4 separate regions of the Mus musculus genome follow, and regions 2, 3 and 4 are each linked to region 1. A link is a contact called in public Hi-C data. All regions are on one chromosome and are shown on one strand. The core of a region is the stretch at or near the end of the contact, and the rest is flanking DNA. Distances in the headings are between cores, read along the strand shown. Region 1 holds the start of 4930519K11Rik (RIKEN cDNA 4930519K11 gene). Region 2 overlaps Kcnma1 (potassium large conductance calcium-activated channel, subfamily M, alpha member 1). Region 3 overlaps Kcnma1 (potassium large conductance calcium-activated channel, subfamily M, alpha member 1). Region 4 overlaps Kcnma1 (potassium large conductance calcium-activated channel, subfamily M, alpha member 1).

Evidence for each region. A called contact is a pair of places that touch in the nucleus more often than the background predicts.
Region 2: a contact with region 1 is called in a Hi-C map of cortical neurons, with 4 times the contacts expected there. The contact joins the enhancer-like site here to the promoter of 4930519K11Rik in region 1. A contact is called at or near these places in 1 of 39 promoter capture datasets (neural stem cells), 2 of 15 datasets of contacts at CTCF or cohesin (embryonic stem cells and stem cell-derived epiblast-like cells), 19 of 484 Hi-C or Micro-C datasets (the N1E-115 cell line, Sertoli cells, cortical neurons and 9 more), 20 of 115 datasets of contacts at active chromatin or transcription factors (the 230-238 cell line, SST interneurons, craniofacial prominence and 12 more) and 2 of 9 other capture datasets (embryonic stem cells and pancreatic islet).
Region 3: a contact with region 1 is called in a Hi-C map of Sertoli cells, with 4 times the contacts expected there. The contact joins the enhancer-like site here to the promoter of 4930519K11Rik in region 1. A contact is called at or near these places in 1 of 39 promoter capture datasets (neural stem cells), 7 of 484 Hi-C or Micro-C datasets (the N1E-115 cell line, Sertoli cells, cortical neurons and 4 more), 14 of 115 datasets of contacts at active chromatin or transcription factors (craniofacial prominence, embryonic basal ganglia, embryonic forebrain and 9 more) and 3 of 9 other capture datasets (adipose tissue, embryonic stem cells and liver).
Region 4: a Hi-C map of cerebral cortex shows a contact between it and region 1, with 2.3 times the contacts expected there. The contact joins the enhancer-like site here to the promoter of 4930519K11Rik in region 1. A contact is called at or near these places in 1 of 484 Hi-C or Micro-C datasets (cerebral cortex) and 9 of 115 datasets of contacts at active chromatin or transcription factors (SST interneurons, astrocytes, embryonic forebrain and 5 more).

What each region holds. Positions count from the first base shown.
Region 1 is chr14:24,003,668-24,006,367 of GRCm38.p6, reverse strand. 4930519K11Rik (RIKEN cDNA 4930519K11 gene) reads right to left here and starts at 1,377. Exons shown (of 3, transcript NR_131107.1): 1 at 1,231-1,377; 2 at 914-1,073; 3 at 531-687. It overlaps Kcnma1 (potassium large conductance calcium-activated channel, subfamily M, alpha member 1), which reads left to right and starts at 2,163. Exons shown (of 28, transcript NM_001253364.1): 1 at 2,163-2,620. The coding sequence starts at 2,243.
Region 2 is chr14:23,665,246-23,667,945 of GRCm38.p6, reverse strand. The region is part of intron 2 of Kcnma1 (potassium large conductance calcium-activated channel, subfamily M, alpha member 1); the gene reads left to right. Among named protein-coding and RNA genes, the nearest start is that of Gm51422, 16 kb to the right of the region's middle. Within about 2 kb of position 1,360, at least 3 of the 459 cell types and tissues checked have an H3K27ac peak or open chromatin away from gene starts, as enhancers often do. A contact at or near this core is called in cortical neurons, where this site is marked.
Region 3 is chr14:23,604,710-23,607,473 of GRCm38.p6, reverse strand. All of the region lies in intron 3 of Kcnma1 (potassium large conductance calcium-activated channel, subfamily M, alpha member 1), which reads left to right. Gm51422 (a long non-coding RNA gene) reads left to right here. Exons shown (of 2, transcript XR_003951126.1): 2 at 1-2,764. Among named protein-coding and RNA genes, the nearest start is that of Gm51422, 44 kb to the left of the region's middle. Within about 2 kb of position 1,468, at least 6 of the 459 cell types and tissues checked have an H3K27ac peak or open chromatin away from gene starts, as enhancers often do. A contact at or near this core is called in Sertoli cells, where this site is marked.
Region 4 is chr14:23,530,425-23,533,124 of GRCm38.p6, reverse strand. The region is part of intron 6 of Kcnma1 (potassium large conductance calcium-activated channel, subfamily M, alpha member 1); the gene reads left to right. Among named protein-coding and RNA genes, the nearest start is that of 5430425E15Rik, 21 kb to the right of the region's middle. Within about 2 kb of position 1,309, at least 9 of the 459 cell types and tissues checked have an H3K27ac peak or open chromatin away from gene starts, as enhancers often do. A contact at or near this core is called in cerebral cortex, where this site is marked.

The DNA of each region.
Region 1 (2,700 bases), core at 128-2,627:
AAAACACCATTTATTGCTCTCTTCTTTAGCACCCCCCTTTCTGTGTGTGTAAATGTGAGTGTGCCCCATAGCATGCACATGGACATGAGAGAATGGTTAACAGGAGTTAGCTTATTCCTTTGACTCTGTGAATTTCAGGGATCAGGCGCAGGGGGTCAGGTTTGGAGACAAGTACCTTTACCAGCAGAGCCATTTTGCTGGCCTTCTGTTGTGTACTATTTTATGGGGGAGGTGATTTTGACCTTAAGTCTTTTCTAATGGATATGTATACTGAGCCCAAGGAATGTACCAACCAATTTGAGACTCACATATTTTCAGTGTCTGCCAGGCTTGGCCTTCTTTGGCCCTCTGTATCCTAGGGCCAGGGTGTGGCTGACCAATGATTTAGGTCGAGACAGCTTGTTCAGGTAAGGAGGCTCCTTTGGGCCAGTTTACCATATGAAGAGTCTTGAAAGGAACCTGAGAATTCCAATTAGACTATAACTAATGAGCTGGAAACTTTGGGGAAATCACTGTGGGCAGTGAGGGGAGAGTGATCATCTTGGTTTTAATTAGCACAGGAAAAAGTTGTGGTCCAGCTGCCAGCCTGGAGAAGTGTCCAGAGGGAGGAAGTTTCTGTGTGCAACGATAGGGGGACTGGGGGTGGGGCGGGGGACAGGGGCTGCTGAACAATCCTGGACTCCTTCCCTTTAAAGGGGAGAAACGGGAGACCAGAAATGTAGAAAGGCAAGCCTGAATGCAGAGTACCCGTCATCCATTTGCCCTTCCCACACGAGTCTAAAGAACTAGGAAGCAGCCCTTTAAGAAACCTCCTTTTCTACCCAGTTTGTTCCACACCAACCACCAGGCTGCTGTCATCTTTGCTTAATAAGGAAACAACAAACAAACAAACAACAACAACCAACAAACCCACCTGCAGCTGTCAGAGGTCACAGACTACCAACAGACTTCCAGATGCCCCAGTTGTTCATCAGCAACTCACAACGTGGCATCTTGGAAACGAAAGAGTGAACTCTCTGTCAGCAGGTGTACTGTACTGGCTAGGGTCTTCCTTAGTCTCCAAGCCTTAGAATCTAGGGGCAATAAGTCCACTGAATCTAGCTGACAACCAGCCACTCCTCTCCCTATTAGGGGCCCCTTTGGGAAAACCGGCCTACCCCAGACACCTGGTGGTTTCCCCTTCTGGTACCCTGCTGAGCCTAGAGGGGCGCAACACCTGCAAAGTCCTACCTCTAGGCTGGTGGCGCTATACTCTACATCCTGGAAGATGGGGGGCCGCATGCCCCACCACTGCCAAATGACCTGCTGCCCCTACACAGCCCCAAGCCGAGGCGAGTTAGCCCGGTAAGCCTCCTCCCCTCCCGCTTCGGGCTGTTTGAGCCCGCGCCCGCTCCAGTTGCTGCAGCTGCCACTGCTGGCGGCTGCGGGGCGCGCGGGGCGCGCGCCGAAGAGGCTCGGGCTGCGAGAACGGGGACGAGGAGGAGCCCGAGGAGGCAAGGAGGAAGAAGCGAGCGGAGGCCGAGGAAGCTCAGGGTCACAGAGACCCGGCCCGAAGGGGTCCCGCAGAGCATCGGCTAGCTGGCCGCGGAGGCAGGGCAGACCGCCGCAACCAACCTGCCGCGGCCCCGCGAGCACAGGAGGCGGCGATCCAGGAGCGGAGCGCAGCCCCGGGGAGGAAGGGTGGCGCGGGCACGCCCGGTCGGGAGGGCGCGGATTCTCCGATCCTAAGGAGCTGTCGCCTCATCACCCGAGAGAGCTGTGCGGGGACGGGCGGGAGACCCCGGGCCCGGGCGCAGCGCACACGCGTGGCGCACGCCAGGCGGGCCGGGCGGCGCCGAGGGTACGCGGGATCGCGCTCACGGAGCTTCGGGAGGCACAGACCCCGGGCGCGGACCGCCCGCGGCGCCCCCTGGGCTCTCGGTGCTCCGCGCAGCCCCGGGGGCGATCGGGGCCGGGGTCGGGGAGTGGGAGCCACCCTCCCTCATCCCCTCCCCCCCCCGGGCCGGCCGGCAGCCCGGGGGAGGGCGGGCGGCGGCGCTTGGCTGTATATATCTCCGCACACCCTGCCAGGTCGCGCACAGCGCCCCGAGCCCAGGCGCCTCCCCGCCCCCCTCCCGGCGCTCCGCGGCGGCGGCGGCAGCGGCAGCAGTAGCAGCAACATGGCTGTTGATGGGTGTTCGGGGTGGCGCTGGCGGCGGGAGGAGCTCCCTCGAGCCCCTGCGCCTGCCGCCCATTGCTAGCTATGGCAAACGGTGGCGGCGGCGGCGGCGGCAGCAGCGGCGGCGGCGGCGGCGGCGGCGGAGGCAGCGGTCTTAGAATGAGCAGCAATATCCACGCGAACCATCTCAGCCTAGACGCGTCCTCCTCCTCCTCTTCCTCCTCCTCTTCTTCTTCTTCCTCCTCCTCTTCCTCCTCGTCCTCGGTCCACGAGCCCAAGATGGATGCGCTCATCATACCGGTGACCATGGAGGTGCCGTGCGACAGCCGGGGCCAACGCATGTGGTGGGCTTTCTTGGCCTCCTCCATGGTGACTTTCTTCGGGGGCCTCTTCATCATCTTGCTCTGGCGGACGCTCAAGTACCTGTGGACCGTTTGCTGCCACTGCGGGGGCAAGACGAAGGTAACGCGCGCCCCGGGCGCCCGCCCCTGCGCCATCCCAGCCGTTTCTCGGCGTCCCCCGCAGCCCACCTCTTAGCTCCG
Region 2 (2,700 bases), core at 111-2,610, 340 kb after region 1:
ATCCTTGTTCAGAGCATGGTCACTTGGACTGGTATAAAGGAGTCAGGACCCTTTCTATTTACTTATGGGCTCTGGAAACTGTCTGTAAGCCATGATGAAACATTCTCCATCAGACTGCAGGATATGGTAGCCATAGCAACATGGGCCCGTTGAGCACTTGAAATATGCTACAGCAACTGAGTTGTTTTTATTTGACTTTAATTCAAACACAGTCCTGAAAATGAAAGTAATACAAACTATGCTTCCTGTTAGTGTCATTTGGGCAAAGCTACTTTTCATGTGACGGGACAATTATTATGAGGTAGAATAACACAGTTAAAGTGTAGTAGAGTATTGGATACATGAGTGATTTCTAGTATCTCCTTAGATTTTAATATTATTGCTAAAATAAAATATTTTTAGTGTATTAGGTTAAATTAAAAGTATTTTGAGAATGAATATTATCTTGATTTTGTTTAGAATTTATTTTATCTTTAAGTGTGTGTGTGTGTGCGCACATGTAGGAATGTCATTTGAGTAATGGTAACAACTGAGGCCAGAAGAGGATGCCAGAGCCTTTGGATCTAGAGTTACAGGTGGTTATGAACTATCAGATGTCAGTGCTTGGAACTCAAGTTCAATTCTCTAGGAGAGCATTTTTATACGTTAACCATGGAACCATCTCCCTAGCCCTTATCTCTTGCTTTTTAGATGACAATTCAGGGCGATTACGATGACTTGAATTCTATTTCTGTTGGAAGTTCATCCGTATAGCCCTGGGAAAGGGGTTGAGTCGAGAGGGAATCCCCACTGTTTTGATGCCGTTGAGCTGACCTTTTATGAACCTGTTCTCAGTGGACCACTGTGTTCCCACTGAGCTTACTCTGGTTTCTGATTCTAGAACCAGCAGGTGTTGTTACTGCTTGGGCTTTCCAGATAGAATGCCAAAAGAGAGTTCTGTGGAAAGTCTAAGGCATTACATGTGATGTATGTTTTGCTCCAGACAATCTGGAGCTGGCCACAGTCTTTTAGACCCCCTCACGTACCTTTTCCTCTTGACAATTTCATGGCCATGCTTAATGCTTGCATGGCTGTTGGCAGGGAGCAGTTGTCCATCTATCATGATATTTGAAGACGGAGCATGGTCTTATTAGACTATGTATCTGGTTTCAGAGGTTCCCAGAAGCAAGAGATGACAGAACTGTGCTTGCTTGAAAGATCTCAGCAGTCAGGGAACAACAGCCTGCTCTAACAACTTGGGCTGCTGAAATCCAGGTGGCAGGAAATGGCCCACTCACTGCAAAGTTCTGACTCAGTCCCAACATTCACTTTGGTCTGAATCTCCAGGCCCAGATTGTCGTTGTCATGATGTCAAGGAACAGTGTGGGCATGTATATAGGGAAGCAAGGCTCGGCTTCTCATCATCTGAGCTAACTGGTAACATTGCTCCAACATCATGCTATAGAGACATTGAGAGCTGATCCTTTTGGACAGCCCAACCCAGTCTTGTGACTGACCCTGCTCCTGTTGGCTGCTGTGCGTGTATTCATGCCTTTTCCAAATGTGTAACCACGTATTGCAATTTCTTGGGTGAATTTTTTGGGTGGGTTTCTCCTCTCTCTTTTCCTTTTTACTTCTCTCATCCTCTTCCTATACCTCCTTCTCTTCCATTTCCTCCCCCTCCTCATCCTATTTTGTTTTTTTGAGACATCTCAGTTAGAACAGGCTAGCCTCCCTCTCACAGTGCAGCTGAGGCTGATCTTGAACTTTTGATCCTCTTGCTTCTACCTTCCAAGTTTTTCTAGCTAGGAAAATGCCAATGTGTGGTCCTGCCCTTAGAGACACTGACCAAATTCCTATGAGGTGAAAACCGGGTTTTACAAACCCTTAAGGTCTTTCGTTGAGGGTATGGTACCTCCGTATGCTCATCATACCTCCACAGCCTACTTGAAGGGATTGGAATACATGATTTTTTTCTGGGGGCAGGAGGGAATGTGTAAACATCTTTTCTATCTTTCTTTTGGGAAAAGCTTTCAGACCCCATGGTCCACAAAGCTAATGGCCCTTTTCCAGATTAATCACTGGCCACATAACGTTTCACTGGTGGAGCCAGGTATCTCTATGTGCCTGTACTCTAGTCTCTGAGCCCCAGGAGGGCAGTGGTTATGGTTCAAAGGTTCCCTGCTATTGAATTAAATATTTAAATAGATCCTGGTGGTACATAATGCTACCCACCCCAATGCTTTATGTTCCCAAATGAAAGACACACACACACACACACACACACACACACACACACACACACACACAACCTTTATATTTTGATATGCCTTAAGCAGCACAGTAGTTGGGCCACTTCCCAACCTCCACATGGTTAATCCACCTCCCTCTCATAATTCCAAGTTATCACTTACTACATTTAACATTCTGCCTTGGCTGCCTTGGACCCAGAGGGCTGCCCAACTGTGCCATGCTCTCCTGGCTCCACTCTTGTCAGGCATGGTGTCTCTCCTCTTCTTCTCCAGGCATGGCAGATCTCCTTCTTCCTCCTTCCTCTCTGTCCCAAGTCTGGGGATCCTAAAAGTCCCACCTCTGTCTGCCCTGACCAGCCATTGGCTGCCAGCATATTTATTTACCAATCACAACCAACTGAGGGGCAGGGTCCTTCTGTGTGAATTCTCTTGTGCAAACAATTTTGGGGACTCAAATTAATGTAAGAAA
Region 3 (2,764 bases), core at 219-2,718, 400 kb after region 1:
CTTCTGACCAAAGGGAAGTCTCTAAGAATGAGGATTTCAGGTGTCCTTCTGGGAGCTGGAACATCCAAGCCCCCAAAGGACCAGGGTTGCAATTGTCAGTTGGTCTCTGTCCTTTAAGTACTATTGTCAGTGATGATTCTGAGGACATACGTAAGTCATAGCTCCTCCATATGCCTAAGTTTGACCACATGCATCATACCTACCACTGTAGGCATGTGTCTGTCTGTATAGATATCCCTGTTCAAAGTATAGAGGCAGGCCTCTCTCGAATGCTTTTCTACTGTCATTTAAACACTGCTTTTGTAGTAGCCTCTTGGTAAGGTAACTTCTTTCAGAAGACAAAAAGCCATGTGCTTTCCTTTCTTTGTGACAGTTAAGACCACAGAAATAGACCTGGATGGCCATTGTGGCTCAGAGAACTACTTTGTTGGTATTATGAGCCTGTCTCTAAAAAACTTTGACAGTGCAAGGCTCTGAAGAAAGCCATTCCTCAAGGTGGCCTTAGCTGTCCTGAAGCAGAGAATTTCACCTTAGGACTTGCATAGGTTAGCGTTAAAGAGATGGATCAGAGGTCGATAGTACTGGATGCTCTTGTAGAGGACCTGGGTTTTGGTTCCTAGAATCTACATGGCTCACAACTCTCTGTAACTCCAGTTCTGGGATCTGATGCCTTCTTCTCATCTTCTTAGGTATCTGGCTTGTGCCTGGTATATGTGCATCCATCCATCCATGCATCCATCCATCCATGCATGCATACATACATACATACATACATACATACAAACATACATACTTGCAGGCAAACATTTATACACATAAAAAAATATAAAAATTACTTCTTTCTTCTGGGATTTAATTTGATAAACTAGCCATTCCCCTACATTTGAGTTTCTGTCGGCTTCCTGCTATCTCTAGGATGAAGACCAGGCACATTAATGTGCACACAGGTGCTTCACTATCTTCTGTCTACCCTCGGTTCTTGCCAGTTATTCAAGCCAGTAGGCTCTGCAACAGTGTGAGGCTCTGTGCCCTATTGTATACCCAAATCTCTGCCCACACTCAGTTCTCCACTCCTGTGCCCCAACCCACCTTCTCTCTCAGATCAGTGTCTGTTCATTACTTAAAATCCATCTCAACTCACTCAGAGATGGTCCTTTCATCCCAAAAACCTCTGCTTATTACTTAGGTTGGAGTCTTAGAGATCACAGTAGGTATTGCGGACATAGCATCACCAAAGCTGGCCATGATCACAGCATTTAACATTTACTATTTTATCTCTCTCAACATCTCAAATGAGTTGTATTTACATGTAAGTGAGGATTTTAAAGTGCAGAGAGATTCATAGCTTGTCTATAGCCAGAAAAATGTATTTAGTGCAACTTCGAAACAAGTCACTCTTGAATGGTGTATTGTTCTGGAGTAGCAACTGTGTGTCATTGAATGTCGTGTCCTTCCAACAAGTGGAGTGCCCGCCACTAAAGAATGCTGGAGATATCTGTTGAATGAGTAGGCTGCTTTGTCCAGTCTGGCTATATTTATCTTTATGTTCTGGGGTGGAACTCAGGTCTCAGAGGGTGTTCTGCTCTCAGTGAGACTGACAGGTGGATACTACGTCCTGTTTGTTCACAGTGTGTCCAAGTCTTTATCACGGCTGTCATCACGATCTGCGCAAGCTATGAGCACCAGGAGAGCATATTAAAAGGAGTCATTTACCAACACTATATTCCTCACTCTCCTTCCAGCTGGAGAGAGCTATGGGAAAGGATTGCATTGCCAGGATTACAGTACATACCTCTATGAGCAGTATTCAGTATCTTTGAGATCATGGAAGGCAGGCAGGAAAAAAAAAAAGAAGAAGAAGAAGAAAGAAAGAAAGAAAGAAAGAAAGAAAGGAAGGAAGGAAGGAAGGAAGGAAGGAAGGAAGGAAGGAAGGAAGGAAAGAAGGAAAGAAGGAAGGAAGGAAGGGAGAGAGAGAGAGAGAGAGAGAGAGAAAGAAAGAAAGAAAGAAAGAAAGAAAGAAAGAAAGAAAGAAAGAAAGAAAGAAAGACAGTACTCTTTAGTAGCTGCTATGTCATTGACACTGGAGTGGAGCTTAATCCCTTCCTCAATCAGTGCTGTCTTCCTCCTTCAAAACAAACAAACAAACAAACAAACAAAACAAACAAACACAAAATCTTTTAAAAGCTTGCCTTGAAAATGATCTCCATAAACCCACATTTAAAAAAAAGGAGCTGGTATTGTGTGTTTATAATCCCAGTATGGGGGTGGGGGGCAGGCAGAGCCCGGTGCTCACTGGCCTCCACAGCAAAGAATGCACAGGTGTGTACAAACAGAGACAGAGAGAGACAGAGACAGAGAGACAGGAAGAAGAAACTGAACGTTTCAAGTGTTTACTCATTTGCTGCTTCGTCACATTTAATTAAAGAATATATCAAGGCATGTCACCTTTATGGAAGGTTCCTTCACTGAGTATGGTATAAGAAAAAGAATAGCTTTATTGTGAGTGGATTAAAGTTACAGGGCATAGGTGGCTTTTAGGGGTGATTTTGCCTTTCAAAAGCTTTGGATTCTCAACACATTCTGCCTGGAGATTCCCAGTGAATTCGGAAACGTTGGCACTTAACTGTCTCTTATGTATCAGCCCTGCTTTTGAAATAAACCATCCCAACAGGAAATCATGGTGTGTATCTTTATGTCACCAACACCTTGCTCCTCCCAAACATTCAAAACTTCTAAGCAATTATGGCAGAAGATGTCATGAGGT
Region 4 (2,700 bases), core at 60-2,559, 470 kb after region 1:
GCAGCACATGCCTCTCCTCTCTCTGCCATAGGCTACCTGCTCTCCCTACTACTTGCTTCTCTTCAATATCAGATCACGTCTTAGGGGGCTCGAAAGGGAGAGACAGGGGAATGGGCTGCTCTGCTTTGATTTTCCATTGAGAAATTTGCCTGGAGCAAGGTTTAGTGGTAACATAGCTGATGAGACAGGGTAAGCCTCAAACTTCTGTTTTTTCAGTTGGCAATTCCATTCTCTGTCAGAGAACTTCGCTTGATATGAGGTGAAGCACAGAGTGACTCATTGAGATGTCTGGAAAAGGCTTGAAGGTCAGGAGTTAGCACAAGCAGCCTTGTGCTTGGGAGTGCTAGCTTCATACCACAGCATCCAGAGCCCTGGAGCTAACCGTATCAGGTCACAAAGTGGGCGGATATGGCCAATTCGTATGTTCTCTGAGAACATTCTAGATGTGAGCCATTTCAATTGTGTCTAGGCAAGTGGCAGAGTGACTGGGTCCCAGAGGGAGTGACAGACTTTTGGCATATCTGCACTCAGGCTGTCAGCTTCCCTCCTTAAGATTCTGCTCCTCTCTTCATCTCTTTTGGGTTTGTTCTCTGGAGGTCTTCTCAAGGATTGTATCTGAGATGGATTAGAACTCTCTTCCACAAAGTTCCTGAAAACTCTGGCAGGCTTCTCTGTTGGCTGATGTTGATGTTGGCTGAATTCCACTGGATTATTTAGTAAAGGAAGTCCTTGGTGGACACCTTGGTCTCCCATGTCAGTAGCTGTGGGGAGATTGGTCGTTAGGAAGTGATGATGGGCAAACTACAGGGTAAGGGAAAAGAGGATCCCTGAGGCTTCCTATAGTGTGTTCCCAAGCTACTTAGATGAGGCCTGCCACTTGTAGCTGTGATTCCCAGGCAAGCTATCTACACCCCCTAATGCTCGGTTTCCTCAATAGTGAGTGACAGTGGTGTTCTCACCTACCACCTGCATTAGCAGAAAGAGTGAAGAGGGGGAGGACGCAAGCAAATACTTAGTACATCAAAAAGCCCCAGCAGTCCTCAGGGACCACAAATGGTGGGTGATCCTGGCGAGGACCAAGATGCCCAGGATGGACAGTCTGCTGTTTTGCTGGCATATGGTTTCCAACCCCGAGGATGTCATCCCACACACCTCAAAAGGCTAGTTTCACCCACAACTTTGGAAGTGTTTACTCATTCTTGTCCTGAACTGTCAGAATCAATGCCAGGCAAACCGGGAACTTGGATTCCTCTCTTCAGTTATATAAATACAAGCAGAGAAAGCTCCATTCCTCATGCTCCACCCAGGAAACATGATCGCAGCCTTTGTTAGGAGGCCTCCCTTACGAATTCCCCAGGCTGAGCAACAACAGCCTCCATCCTGCCCTTTTAGCGGTATGCTCAGGATCCAAAAGCTAGCAGCCATCAATGCCACTGACATGACACTGTGGCTGTGCAGTAATAGATCTGAAAGTGGCTGAAATGGCCACATTTCCATCTCCAACTGTGGGGCCTACTGAACTAAACTTGTCAGTTTCCCAGTTCCCCCAGATGATCTTGAAGGATCCTATGAGAAATTAGTCAGTATACATCAAACATCAGCATGATGGTGTGTGGGTGCACTGCGTACATACTGTGAAAGTCTCAGATGTCACCATTGTTAACCTTCTAAGCCATTAGAAAGTAGATAATATATTACCCAAGAGAAAGAAATAGGCAGAAAGAGGGCAGTGTTACCATAGATGGATTACCCAAAGAGAAGGATTAGCTTCTGCGGGGGTTGTGTCTTAGGGTTTCTGTTGCTGTGAAGAGATATTCTGACGGCAGTAACCCTTATAGAGGAAAACATTTAATTGGGGCTGCCTTAAAGTTCAGACGTTCAGTCCATTATCATCATGGTGGGAAGCATGGCAGCCTGCGGGCAGATGTGGTGCTGGTGAATGGGCTGAGAGTTGTACGTCTTGATCCACAGGCAGTAGAAGTGACTGTGTACCACACTGGGCATAGCTGGAGCATATGAGATCTCAAAGCTCACCCCTACAGCGGCACACTTTCTCCAACAAAACCACACCCACTTCAACAAGGCCACACCTCCTAATAGTGCTTCCTCTGGGCCAAGCATTCAAACACATGAATGTATGGGGGCCATACCTATTCAAAGCACCACAGGCTGCATAGGGCCGGGAATGGGAGAACAGGAGGTGGGAGACAGAGTTCTTTTCTGCAAGATGAACGTGATGGAAACACCATTAAATATAACTTCAGGACAACTGGCATTTAAATTGGGATTGTATGCTAGATCGCATTGCTGAATTCAGTTCGTTTTCTGATATACAGATGTGTCCAGATTCTACTGCATGGTGTCTGCTCTTCGGAGCAGAATGCCGCGGTGATTAGAGGTTGGGCGGTGATGTCCACAACACAATGGCTCAAACAAAACAAATACAACCAGAAAGAATTATCACACTGAAGAAAATAAGACATACTTGCAGAGATGATGAAGTCATGGGGAAATGTCAATTTAGGTGAAGGATACACAAATTTTATTTACTCTTCTCTCTGGTTTCTTTTTAATATATATTTGAAGGGTTTTGTTTTAGACAAGTTAAGTTTTAGCAACGTTTGAGGGGTTAATGTAGGGTCTGGCTGTGATTTTCCTACAGACTCTGTTGAGAGCCTCATTCCTGACCAATGTTTCTCC